Linked DNA regions of Mus musculus: region 1 is linked to region 2. Evidence: chromatin contacts called from public Hi-C data. All regions are on one chromosome and are shown on one strand. The core of a region is the stretch at or near the end of the contact, and the rest is flanking DNA. Distances in the headings are between cores, read along the strand shown. Region 1 has its middle 34 kb from the start of Gm46242. Region 2 has its middle 46 kb from the start of Twist2.

What was found. Hi-C and Micro-C count contacts between places; a contact is called where the count stands out from the background.
Region 1: a contact with region 2 is called in a Hi-C map of uterus, with 3 times the contacts expected there. The contact joins two enhancer-like sites. A contact is called at or near these places in 4 of 484 Hi-C or Micro-C datasets (liver, nephron progenitors and uterus).

What each region holds. Positions count from the first base shown.
Region 1 is chr1:91,912,540-91,915,274 of GRCm38.p6, forward strand. No RefSeq gene overlaps it. Among named protein-coding and RNA genes, the nearest start is that of Gm46242, 34 kb to the left of the region's middle. Within about 2 kb of position 1,477, at least 19 of the 459 cell types and tissues checked have an H3K27ac peak or open chromatin away from gene starts, as enhancers often do. A contact at or near this core is called in uterus, where this site is marked.
Region 2 is chr1:91,753,996-91,756,695 of GRCm38.p6, forward strand. No RefSeq gene overlaps it. Among named protein-coding and RNA genes, the nearest start is that of Twist2, 46 kb to the right of the region's middle. Within about 2 kb of position 1,301, at least 19 of the 459 cell types and tissues checked have an H3K27ac peak or open chromatin away from gene starts, as enhancers often do. A contact at or near this core is called in uterus, where this site is marked.

The DNA of each region.
Region 1 (2,735 bases), core at 227-2,726, 160 kb after region 2:
CCTTAAAGAAAAACAAACCTAGGAGGGACAGAAGGGCAGTGCTCAGAGCACAGCTGACAGAGACCAGGAGGACGAAGGAGAGACCAGCCCTGCTTGTCCTCCATCCTTGGCATGCAGCTGCTGTATGCTCCCAAACTGACAGATTTTTTAAAAGTCATGTTACATTTCTTTACACCCACTTCCTCCCCACAGACACCCCTTCTTCTCTGCACAGTGAGCATCCTAGGTTAGCAGGCTGACTCCCCTCGGCCTTCCTCTGCACCAAGAGTCCAGTGCATTGTCTGCATTTGCTCCATCACATCTGGTCTCTGGTGCCCTCCCTCACAAATCCCCCATCCCTGGTCTCCAAGGAGGAGATTTGGCCTACATCTCCATAGCTGCTTTTCACAAGGATGTCAGAAATCTGGCTGGAAGTCCTAGAACCCTCCCCCGCCCCGCCCCTGCCTACACTAACATTCCATCACATCCCAAACATCTGGCTGCATCTGCATTGCTGAGCGAGTTGCCACAGCCCACATTGCATGCGGGCATGGGGACCTTTAGACAGAGGGAGGGTCTCACCACTGGCCTGTGGCTCAGATCTGAGGTCAGAAGGCATGCTGTCCCACAGACTCCTCCTCCTGTAAGAATCTCACAAGATTGTCCTCAGAGTGAAACTCCAGAGCAGTGGATGTGGCCCTGGGACCTGTTAGCCCCTCCAGGTCCTCATGGGGGCGGGGGTGGGTGGGTGTCTCATCCTTGGAGTCTGAGCCAAGGCTTGGCCCTGTGGACTCCAGAGCAGCTCAGGTACCCAGGGCAGGCCTTAAAAAATACATAAAGGGCTTGGTAGATGGTTTAACTGGTAAAGTGCTTGCCTTACAAGCATGAAGAATGCATGGGAGTTCCATCTTAGAGATAATGCAAAGGCATTTGTAACCTTAGAACCGGAGGCAGAGAGAAGCAGAGATCCCGTGTTCACTGGCCAGCCAGCCTAGCTTCCAGTGACACCCCCTCCGCCCCCAGGGAGACACCTGAAGATGACTCCTGCACATACACAAGTGGGTGATGCATCCTGTGTTTTTGACACGTGCAGGCAAAATTGGGGTGAATTTGAGAGTGAAGATACAAAGCAACCCTGGGCAGTGAGGCCACCTCTGAAGGTCAGAGGAAATGGTGGGGTAGAGTTCTGACAAGTCTGAGCCCGTGGTCCCTTGTCCTCTCCTAGCAAACCCCTGAAATACTGAAGTCGGGGGAGGGGTCGGGGGAGGGGGCAGATCTTTCTTGTCCTATTAGGACCTTTTGTGGCCCCTGGCTTCCAGACACACTAGCCATGCGGCCTGCTTAGATCACTCAGGACCTTTTGGACAATCCAGAGCTGACTTTTCATCACACTTTGCTGATTAAACTCTTGACCCATGGTGGGAAGCTTGCTGTCTGTGGAGCTGTGTCATCCTGCGGCCCTGACCCCATAATCCACGGGATCCATGGCAGGGACCACAAGGGGGCGCCATACCTCAGTGTTAATTTTCTAGCAGACCTCTCAGTCCCTTGGCAAGGTCTCCTGATGGGGGTGTCCTCAGGGAGGGGTCAGTTTGCATTAGAGGGCTGAGTGTCAGTGATTCACCTCTTCAGGACAGAGGACACTTTGGGCAGGAAGGAGGTGTCCATAGTTTTTGTGTGGGTGGAGGACTCGGCGAGGCCCTCTCTCAGGGAGTCCCTCTCTCAGGGAAGGTATGGGAAAATCTTGTCTTTTTCAGGTTATTCACCCTACCTCCACCCCCCATCCCAAGCTGCAAGAATCTTAAAGCAAACAAATCAGTTTCTGCAAGAGAACACAAGATGCAATATCCATGGATACAGATACATATGTGTATCCTGTGGACACACACACACACACACACACACACACTCGAAAACACAAGATACACCACCCACATATACATATACATATACATATACATATACATATACATATACATATACATATACATATACATATACATATACATATACATATACATATACATATACATATACATCATATACATATACAACATCATATACATATACAACATCATATACATATACACATACACATACACATACATATACATACTTCTGTGTCATAGATAGGCACACACACATGATTTACCACCCACAGATACACATATATACCTGTACACACACACACACACACACACACACCCCACACACACATGCACATATTCTGCTCACATCCCTCCTGCTCCTCTAAGCAGACCTCCTCTGCCAGAGCCCTGGCAGGCCCGCCCTGTCCAGTTCCCAGGTTGATTTACCGCCCAAGAGAGTGAGGAAGCCCAGACTCCCTTATGGACTATACTTCCTTGCCAGCAAAGTTCAAGGTAGGGTCAGTTCTCTTCAGCATTGGCTTTCCAGCTCCCTGCCAAGCTGGGCCACAATATCCCTTTGGGGGAAGGAGACCTCCCAAGCAGAGGGTCCAGAGGACTGAGGACGCATAAGGAGCAAGGAGATGCAGGCTGGGGTACAGAGCCCAGTGGTGCTCTCCCTTGTGTTGTGAACACCCTCCCAGATCCAGCCTCTCACACAGTGTGTCTGTAAAGGACGGTGGCTTGGTCAGGGGACCTCCAGTCCTTCTGTGCCAAGTAGGATGCTATGTATGGCCTGGGGGGCTTTGGTCCCTGTAGACATCGATGTACCAGCCTGGCAGGAACCTGATTGTATCCTCTTAGGCTGGAACTGTCTTGAGGGTAAGGACC
Region 2 (2,700 bases), core at 51-2,550:
AGTCCCAGTGCACGTGCAAGATAGCTTCCCAAGCTTCAGGCTGTAACCTGTATCTTCCACACTGATTGGTGCATGGGTCTGTGTCCCATAGACGTATTTACCAAGGTCAGAGTAGCTTTTGAGTCTCTTCTTGCAGCACCCTGAGGCTTAGTAAACTCTGTCTTGCCCACACGAGGCTTTCAGTGAGTGTTCACTTAGTGAGGAACTCACATTCAGACGTTTATAAATGCATATCATAAGTTGGGGCTGAAATATGGACACAACACATTTGTCTTTGAGCTCAGTCGTGTCCAGTCTTTATTTTTAGCCCTGTTTGATGATTGACAGCACTGGGCACAGCTGATCACAGGCAAAAGGATTATGTACCTTTGGGGAATGTACCATCACTAGTGTGTGGGGCATCTATGGGACAAGGAAGGAGAGAGACTGTTAAAACGAGCATGTAAAAAAGCTCTTGAAAATCAATGAAATAAAAGTCCAGTGCATGCTTTGGGGAAGAGCACCAGAGCTAGCAGAAACTCGGTTCCCCCAATGTCACCAAGGCCATGGATAGCATTTTTAGGGCTGTCAGTCACAGAGTCAGGCTGATGGGGTCTGGCAAGCAGCAGATACCAGAATGGCAGCAGGTGTCAGCCTTGAAGGAAGAAATAACATCTCCTGCAGGACGTGGAGGGTATTCCCAACCACAAAAGTGGCTGTGTCATCAAATGAAGACACTGTATCAGGACACAGGACATAACCCCCCAGTGTCCACCAAGGTAGAGGAATAACGTGTTTGAGCAAAAAACATCAATGTTTCTTCCTTTTCTTGTTAACATTGCAGTTTTCAAGTTACCCAGCATTTCAGAAGGTCACACTGAGGTGACATCAAGCCCCAGTAGTGAGTGAGCCATCCCTGCTTCTAGGTCTAAAAATGCCGCAGCTCTGAGCCTGCCTTTGAGAGGCAAGACTGTAAGCTGGTCTGCTGGCCCTGCTTAATTCTTCCTTCCAGCATAGTCAAGTACCTGACTTGAAATCATTGTTTCATTGTTTTGTGAAGTCTGTTGGGTGATTGCAAATATTCTGGTTTTGAATTGTCTCGGTTCTCCAGCCGCCCGTGCCCCCCTACCCCCCCCCCCCCGTGAGTGCTCAACCCTTGAAAAAAACGTGGGAGCTCCCCCACCCCCCTGGAGCCTCCAGGGACAAGACCCTACCAAACTCCGAGGAAAGAACAAAGCCCCCTCCTTGAAGGAGGTGCTCAGCGTCATGCTGGAAGATTCCGGCGAGCATCGCCCCCTTGTGGTCTTGCCGCAGATGAAAGACTTCAAAGGCAAGTGGACAATGTGTTCTCTATTAGGAAAAGGCTCAACAGAACCTCTTCTTTCCACATGTGTGAGCACATGCAGGGGCAAGCCAGAGAGATGCCACGACACAGAGGATGCAGTACTGTCCTCTGCAGTAAGGAAATCACACTAACCACTAACCTCAGATTTTAAAAATGGAATTCCAAAGTCTCAGGGTGTACAAGCTCAGGGGGCAAAAGTCTGAAATGGTCTGATTCAAGAGTAAGGGAGACTGGACCCCAAAGAAGTAGAGTGACTGGCCTAAGATCACACAGCCAACAGTTGGTGGTTTTGTAAGTAGCCTTGCTTATATATGCAACACCTGCCCCCCAACTAGTCTTACTAACACCACTTTCTCTCAGATACCCTGAATTGCTTTTGTTTAGCTAAGGTACTAGTTAGTAGGGGCTACTTGGAGGCTCAGGAGCAGGTGACAAATGCAGGTTTTCTTGTGTTTGTGTTATTAGTTAGTGTGAGGTTAAAATGTTATTTCTATTTTATTGTGATAGAATATAACAGACACACACACACACACACACACACACAATGGTATTTCCCATGCTACCCATTTTTAAGTACACAGTTCAATGCACCGACCACACTCACTCATAATGATGATTTCTGAGGAGCTATCACTACTCAGAAATCTTCCCAGGCTAAGCCCAACTCCATTCGACACAAACCGCTGGTCTCCCGCTCAGCCCCGGAAACCTGCCATCCTACTTTGATATAAAGAACTTTCGGGACATCACACACATGATGCCACATGGTATTTATTTACATCCTCACATTCTGATCTCTTGAGACACTGTCTTAAGTGTGTGTGCTCACTATGAAGTCCATGCTGACCCCAACTTTGCAGTAATCCCCCTGCCTCAGCCTTCAGAGCTCTGGGATTAGCGGCCCGCACACCACCATACCCTGTGATAGTCACTGGCAGCATTTATCATTTGTATATTGCTTATTTCCTGGAATACAGCATCTTCTCCATGTTACAACCTGCACTAGAATTCCTCCCCACTTTAAGCACAAACATTTCGTTATCCTGTAATGACTCCTATTTATTGGCTCCCTATTTGGTCACTGGGTTACTTCTGCAGCAGCAAGCAGGGTGCTGCTGGAGGACCGTGCACCTGCTCAGCGGAGTTCGGTGGCTGGAGAGTTCCACACTTTTGCCTAAAATGGGTCTGTGTCCTTGTGGAGGAGGGTGTTCGACAGGCCTGGGCTTCTCAAGGCATTTTATCATGGCTATCATCTGGGCTTACAGAGATTTGGGGGGTAACCTAAAACATTGCTCCTATCCTGGGCTCTTTTGACTAGGCCATGGCTGGGGCTAAATTCCCAGCCAGATGATATTTGTAATCTAGATTTGAACTCA